Linked DNA regions of Danio rerio: region 2 is linked to region 1. The links are chromatin contacts, called in public Micro-C maps. All regions are on one chromosome and are shown on one strand. The core of a region is the stretch at or near the end of the contact, and the rest is flanking DNA. Distances in the headings are between cores, read along the strand shown.

Region 1 (3,060 bases), core at 252-2,751:
ACTGGAAATCAGTCTGGGTAGCCTTACTTGGGAAAAAGATACAGCATCCTTGTGACCCAGCATTAGTCAAGCAATTTGAAAAATAGATACATGGAAATTTCAGACCTGCGTTTCAGACAAAAAAAAACATGGAATTCATTCATTCATTCATTTTCTTGTCGGCTTAGTCTCTTTATTAATCCGGGGTCGCCACAGCGGAATGAACCGCCAACTTATCCAGCAACTTTTTACGCAGCGCATGCCCTTCCAGCTGCAACCCATCTCTGGCAAACATCACACACTCACTCATACACTACGGACAATTTAGCCTACCCAATTTACCTGTGCTGCATGGCTTTGGACTGTGGGGGAAACCGGAGCACCCGAAGAAACCCACGTGAACGCAGGGGGAGAACATGCAAACTCCACACAGAAACGCCAACTGAGTCGAGGGTCGAACCAGTGACCCAGCGACCTTCTTGCTGTGAAGCATCAGCACTACCTACTGCGCCACTGAAAAAATATTATAAACGTTCAGAACATAACGCGATGTCTACAAGCAGACATTATCACTGTGTTTGCTCAGTCCAGCTTGTCAGCAAGGTGCAGTACGTGATACACAGACACACGAATGAACATTATGAAAATGAAAGTTTGTTGTACTGTTGGTGGTTCACTTTCGTTATTTGGTAGGATTGCATTTATACTAGTAGTGAACCAGACCAGAGTTTGTGTGAACCCTACCCCAGACCACCTCTTTCAGGCAGACTTGGGTACAGGTGTCGTACTCTGATTTCAAATGAACCCAGGTGCGGACCAAAAGTGCTAGTGTGAAAGCACCCTAAAATATACAAATGAACTCTCAAATGAATCATTTTTGATAGTTATTACATTAAAATGTTATGAATAGCCGTGAGATTGCATTGGCATTACTGAAAGCAAAGCACCGGCTTCACAGATAGGGTTACTTTGAACGGTCATATGAACAGACCTGTTAAAATGTTTTTGTGTTGCCTTTGAAAAACAGCACAATATGGGTTCAAAATGACATGCGGGTTAGTAAATAATGGTGGAATTTTCTGTTTTGAGTGACCTGTTTCTTTAAATCCAGACTCTTCTCTCCAGACAGCAAACTACGCATTAAATTCCCCAAGCCTTTTAATTGGCTCTAGATCCATTAGACAGCACCAAGTGTTATTTGCCATAGTTGCACTTAGCTCACTGATTGGTTCATGGCCCGGAGAGAACAGGCAAGAGAGACGGAAGAAAGAGAAAGGCTGCATGAGCCATCTATCTTTTGCAGTTGAGAGCGGCTATTGATTTTCTCAGCCAATAGATTGCTCACATGGATAATTGGTAAATTAGCCTGGTAATTGGTCACAATAATTAGCCATTTTAGGATATCATGTGTAATGAGTAATATTGCTGTTCACATTCCCCGGCTCAGTTTAGAGCGGAGCGATTCCCTCCCCCAACAGAAGAGCGGCCGATCAATCGGAGAGCAGTCTTCCTCTCCCATCCTCCTTTCCTTTCCATTTAGCACGGCAGGCTTTCCCGTAATACTACATCTGTAGAGGGGCTGCCTGAAGGAATGCTTGCATATACATACATACACTTGGGTGTGATTTCAAAGGTATGGAAACTAACCGGGCAACTGGAGTTGAGTGTGTAAGCAGACATTTGGCAAGTATTAACCGCACAGTTTTACAGTAAATAAACACAAGTAGGTTAAAGGGGAAGGGTGTTTTTTCTTTCAAAGTTAAAATGTTATCCTATCCTAGCTTCCCTGAAAAGTGTAAACACTGTGGCGTTATAGAAATGTTGATGTTTCTTTGAGAAGCCTTACCAACAACGGTGGCATAGACTTGCTTGGTGCAGGATTATGTGCACAATCAATCAACAATTCAAAGAATAATAATATTAATCCACAAATTTGGTGACACGGTGGCTCAGAGGATAGCACTGTCACCTCACAGAAAGAAGGTCACTGGTTTGAGTCCCGGCTGGGTCAGATAGCTTTCATGTGTGGAGTTTGCATGTTCTCCCTGTGTTGTTGTGTGTTGATGCTCTGTTTTCCCCTACAGTCCAAGGACATGTGGGTAAAGCCGTATAGCTGAATTGAACACACTAAATTGGCCATAGTGTATGTTTCCCAGTACTGGGTTGCAGCTGGAAGGGCATTCGCTGTGTAAAACCTATGCTGGATAAGTTGGTGGTTCATTTTGCTGTGGCGTCCCTTGATGAATAAAGGGACTGTGATGAATAAAGGAAAATTAATAAATCCACAAGTGCGGTTTATTTATAAACTAATTTCAAGAGGATTGCGCGCTTATGATTGAACACAGCTGGTACCGCATCAGCTCTGTATATTGCAGATGAATACTGACACACTATAAACAACCAGAGCTTTCTACTCTAGTCATCTTCGTCTTGAGAATCCCCCCTTCCACCCCTACTCCTCCCCTTCTCTTATAGGGTGGCACAGCGGCCCAGTGGTTGGCACTGTTGGCTCACAGCAAGAACGCCGCTGGTTCTGCCCCTCTCCTTGGCGTTTCTGTGCATGTTCTCCCAGTGTTTGCATGGGTTTTCCCCAGGTTTACTGGTTTCCTCCCACCGTTTGACATGCACCGTAAGTAAATTGACTTCAAAATAGCATCTTAAGACAACTCTTAGCCAGATACATCTCAGCACGTTCACAAGCAGGGGAGTTCTCTGGACCTACCTGAGCTCAAACTCTCCTCTCACCTTCAAACGGGTGGGAGCCCCGAGCTCGAGGATATTCTGAGCTCTTGCCAAACACGCTTTATTATCAATCATCAGCTAAGTGTAAACTCTTGAAATTTGGTTTGTAACATAGCCTACGAAAAATGTAAATCATATGTTAAATTCACTTGAAAGTGAAGAACTAGTTGGAGAACGCCCATCTAAACTACTGAAGCACTAGGCTTACAATATGGAAAGTACTTCAAGAGTTTTGAATTCTGATTTCAAAGAGATGTGTGTCTTGCCTGGACATAATCTCATGACATCAACCCCCCCTCATGGAAGAAGAAAGCCATTGTGTGTTTACAACTGTAACAA
Region 2 (3,060 bases), core at 358-2,857, 150 kb after region 1:
ATACGAGTACTGGGAGCTGTCTCTCAGGCATAAGAAGCAGACACACTGTACTGCATACACGCACTCACATGAAGAACTCTGGGGAGGACGGGTTGTCGCTCGTGGATCCTGCCTCGCGGAACCCGTTCGCTCCGGTCAGTTTCTCGCATTTGAGTTTGTAGGCGTCTCTCTCTCGGGCCAGCCGGTTGATCTCCTGCTTGAGCTGCTCCACCTGGTTGATGAGCTGCGTCTTCTCGTTCTCCAGCAGGTGCTTCTGCTGCACGCGCTTGAAGCGGCATGACTGCGCGTAGCCCCGGTTCTTCAGGGTCCGGCGCTTCTGCTTCAGGCGGATCACCTCGTCCTTGGTGAAGCCCCGCAGGTGTCGGTTGAGCTCCCGTACGGACATGGTCACAAGCTGGTCGTCGGAGAAGCGGTCCTCCACGTTCAGGCCGCCCCCCACGCCGTGGTGACCCTGCTGACCCGGGTGGCCGTGCGGGTGGTGATGGTGGTGGTGGCGGTGGTGGAGCTGCTCGGGCGAGGTAGGAGAAGGGCTGTCGGGATCCTGGCTGTGGTGGTGGTGGTGGTGATGGTGGGGGTGGTGGCCGTGAGCGCCGGGGTGACCCGACAGGTCGTCGGGGTGATGGGGGATCGCGCCGTACTGGTGTTGATGGTGATGGTGCTGCGGCTGCTGTTGCTGCTGTTGCTGCGCGTGGCCGTGGTGGTGATGCGCGCCCCTGTATCCATCAAACGCTCCAGCTTGCAGCTGCTGCTGCACGTGAGGGGGCGGCGGGTGCCCGTGGGCCGTGGCACCGATCAGAGCCTCCACCGCGTCTTCGGGCGTGAGGCTTAACGTCTGCGGGTCGATCTGCTGCGGGTACGCGCCGCTGGGCATCCAGTACAGCTCCTCCAGGTGGTTCTTCTGTTCTGTGGGGCTGAAGCTCGGGGAGGACGGCACGGAGCTGCACGGGGTGCTGATAGGAGTGGAGGACACGGAGCCCTGCGGCTGGAGGCGGTTGCACTGCCGTATATTGGCGCGGTCGTGCGCCGCCATGGCCTCTTTCTTTACCTCGAATTTCATTAAATCAAAGTCATTGACATATTCCAACGCCAGCGGGCTGGTGGGCAGCTCGGGCCCCATGGCGAGATCGGCGCTCATCGTGCCCCTGTTCTTTAGCAAAGTGTTGGGAAAACCAGACTTTGGCGTTTTTTCTCCCCTCTCTTTGCGCATGCAATGTTCTTGATGGGTCTCCGACCGCGGCGCGCTCGAGCGCTGGAGCATACAGTGTCACTCGATTGTGCTCGAACAACAGAAAGCCAAAAACTTTCAGGACTAATGCACCGCGAAAGACATCTGCCTCATATGGACGCGCAGAGCTCGACAGCTGCAGTCTTTGGAGTCTACTCGCGGCGCTGGAGAAAGTCAAGTCTCTCGCGCGCTCAATGTCCCGTCGCAGCACTTCAACTCAAAACATAAATAAAAGATAAAAATGAGTACCGGAGGAGGGCTCCCGTCCCGATCCCGGATACTCCAAAATATGTCCTTAAGCCAGTGAAGCAGCGTTGGGGTGGAAGGGTGCTGTGTTTTTCCAGCTCTGCACCGCAGAGAATTTGAGCTCGCACTCACTCCTGAGTATTCAGACTGTAGCAGGACGCCAGACCGCTCTCCGCTGTTATAGCCTGCGCGCGCGTGACGTCAGAAGGGGCTGGCGACCAGTCAGATTTGTAGAATTAGCATAATGATGGTTGTTTGTGTGCTGTCAGCTGACGGGATGAAGAAAGCGAGAGTGGTATTTCGTGTATTGACTGATTGGATGTGCGCGCCTAACGAGGAGCCGTTTGTCTGTACTGTTGAAAAAGTCAAACGCGTACATTAATTGGGCACATTTTAATCAAGACGTTTCTTTTAGAGAGAGAGAGAGAAAAAGTTTTGTTCCATTTATACGCTTGCATTAAAATCTGTTCCCTTTGTGTGAGTTGTAAAACAAAACATATAGGTTTAAGACTCCAAAGCATAACTTTAGTAGAGCTTTAAAATGAATACAAACCCTCTATATGACGTATGAGTTTTAATATAAATAGATATCGGTCTGTTACATGCAGCAGCAGGTTGTTACATCAACCCTCATATGCGCGATAGCCTACTTCAAAACATGTCTTTTAAATCTCTGTAAATCTTTATCCATTGACAAAACTGCTCAACGAAATAAATATGTAAGTTAATACCATATCAAAAGATTTTGTTAGCGTAGACATAAAAAATAAATAATGAAAGATCAGGGAGAAATTCAAAGTCATGATTGTTAAGAACGCATAAATATGCATTAATAATAACCACGTTTTACATGGATGAGAACGCGCGTTACTCGTGATTTTGATGTGTTGTTGTGATGTTTATTGACTTTTGGATTTTCAGTAGGACGGGTTAAGTTTAGGGACTGGTATTGCGCTCCTGGTGACGCTTGATTCACGAAAACTCGCCCAACGCTGCCCTCATGTGGCACATCTGCTCACTGCGCGCTCACCTGAGCGCTCATCTCCAGCGCAGCTGCTGCTCTACTGTTATGTAGGGCGATATGAATGTAAAATAAGTGAGTTTACCTGTAAATAAATACTAGAGCCTTTAACTTTAGAGTTGCGTAAACGATGCACGATGCGTTAAGTTAACGAGTGTTTTTTTTTTCTTCTTCTGCATTTGTCAAAGCGGGGCTGATTGCAGCTTTGCGTTTTAAGCCATTTGAATATTTGTTTTGCTCAAGTCACTAATATCACACAATATCAAGTAGGATTTATTAATTCAAACAAGATATAAGCTATTTTAATTAACAAAATGTAATTAATATTACCGCAGTATAATGCTCTTATTCATTTTTCAAAGTCCACTTATTTCTTTTTTATTTACCTTACTTTTATTGTACCTGATTAAATACAGCAATTCTTTCACTCCAAAGTATCACCGTCTCTAAACGCAAGATTAATTTTTATGATCTCTTTTTTATAATATGTAATTATTATATCGCCTTTTTGATGAGACATCAAGAGTTAACCTTAAGAATCAGCTACAGAAATTCTCCTGACAACAAA

The links. A called contact is a pair of places that touch in the nucleus more often than the background predicts.
Region 2: a contact with region 1 is called in a Micro-C map of caudal fin, with 4 times the contacts expected there. The contact joins the promoter of mafba here to the enhancer-like site in region 1. A contact is called at or near these places in 1 of 18 Hi-C or Micro-C datasets (caudal fin) and 1 of 4 datasets of contacts at active chromatin or transcription factors (caudal fin).

The regions. Positions count from the first base shown.
Region 1 is chr23:3,271,955-3,275,014 of GRCz12tu, forward strand. The region is part of intron 17 of dhx35 (DEAH-box helicase 35); the gene reads left to right. The region is part of intron 1 of LOC141380617 (a long non-coding RNA gene); the gene reads right to left. Among named protein-coding and RNA genes, the nearest start is that of mafba, 150 kb to the right of the region's middle. Within about 2 kb of position 1,502, at least 7 of the 62 cell types and tissues checked have an H3K27ac peak or open chromatin away from gene starts, as enhancers often do. A contact at or near this core is called in caudal fin, where this site is marked.
Region 2 is chr23:3,420,234-3,423,293 of GRCz12tu, forward strand. mafba (MAF bZIP transcription factor Ba) reads right to left here and starts at 1,608. Exons shown (of 1, transcript NM_131015.3): 1 at 1-1,608. The coding sequence starts at 1,258. The coding sequence ends at 65.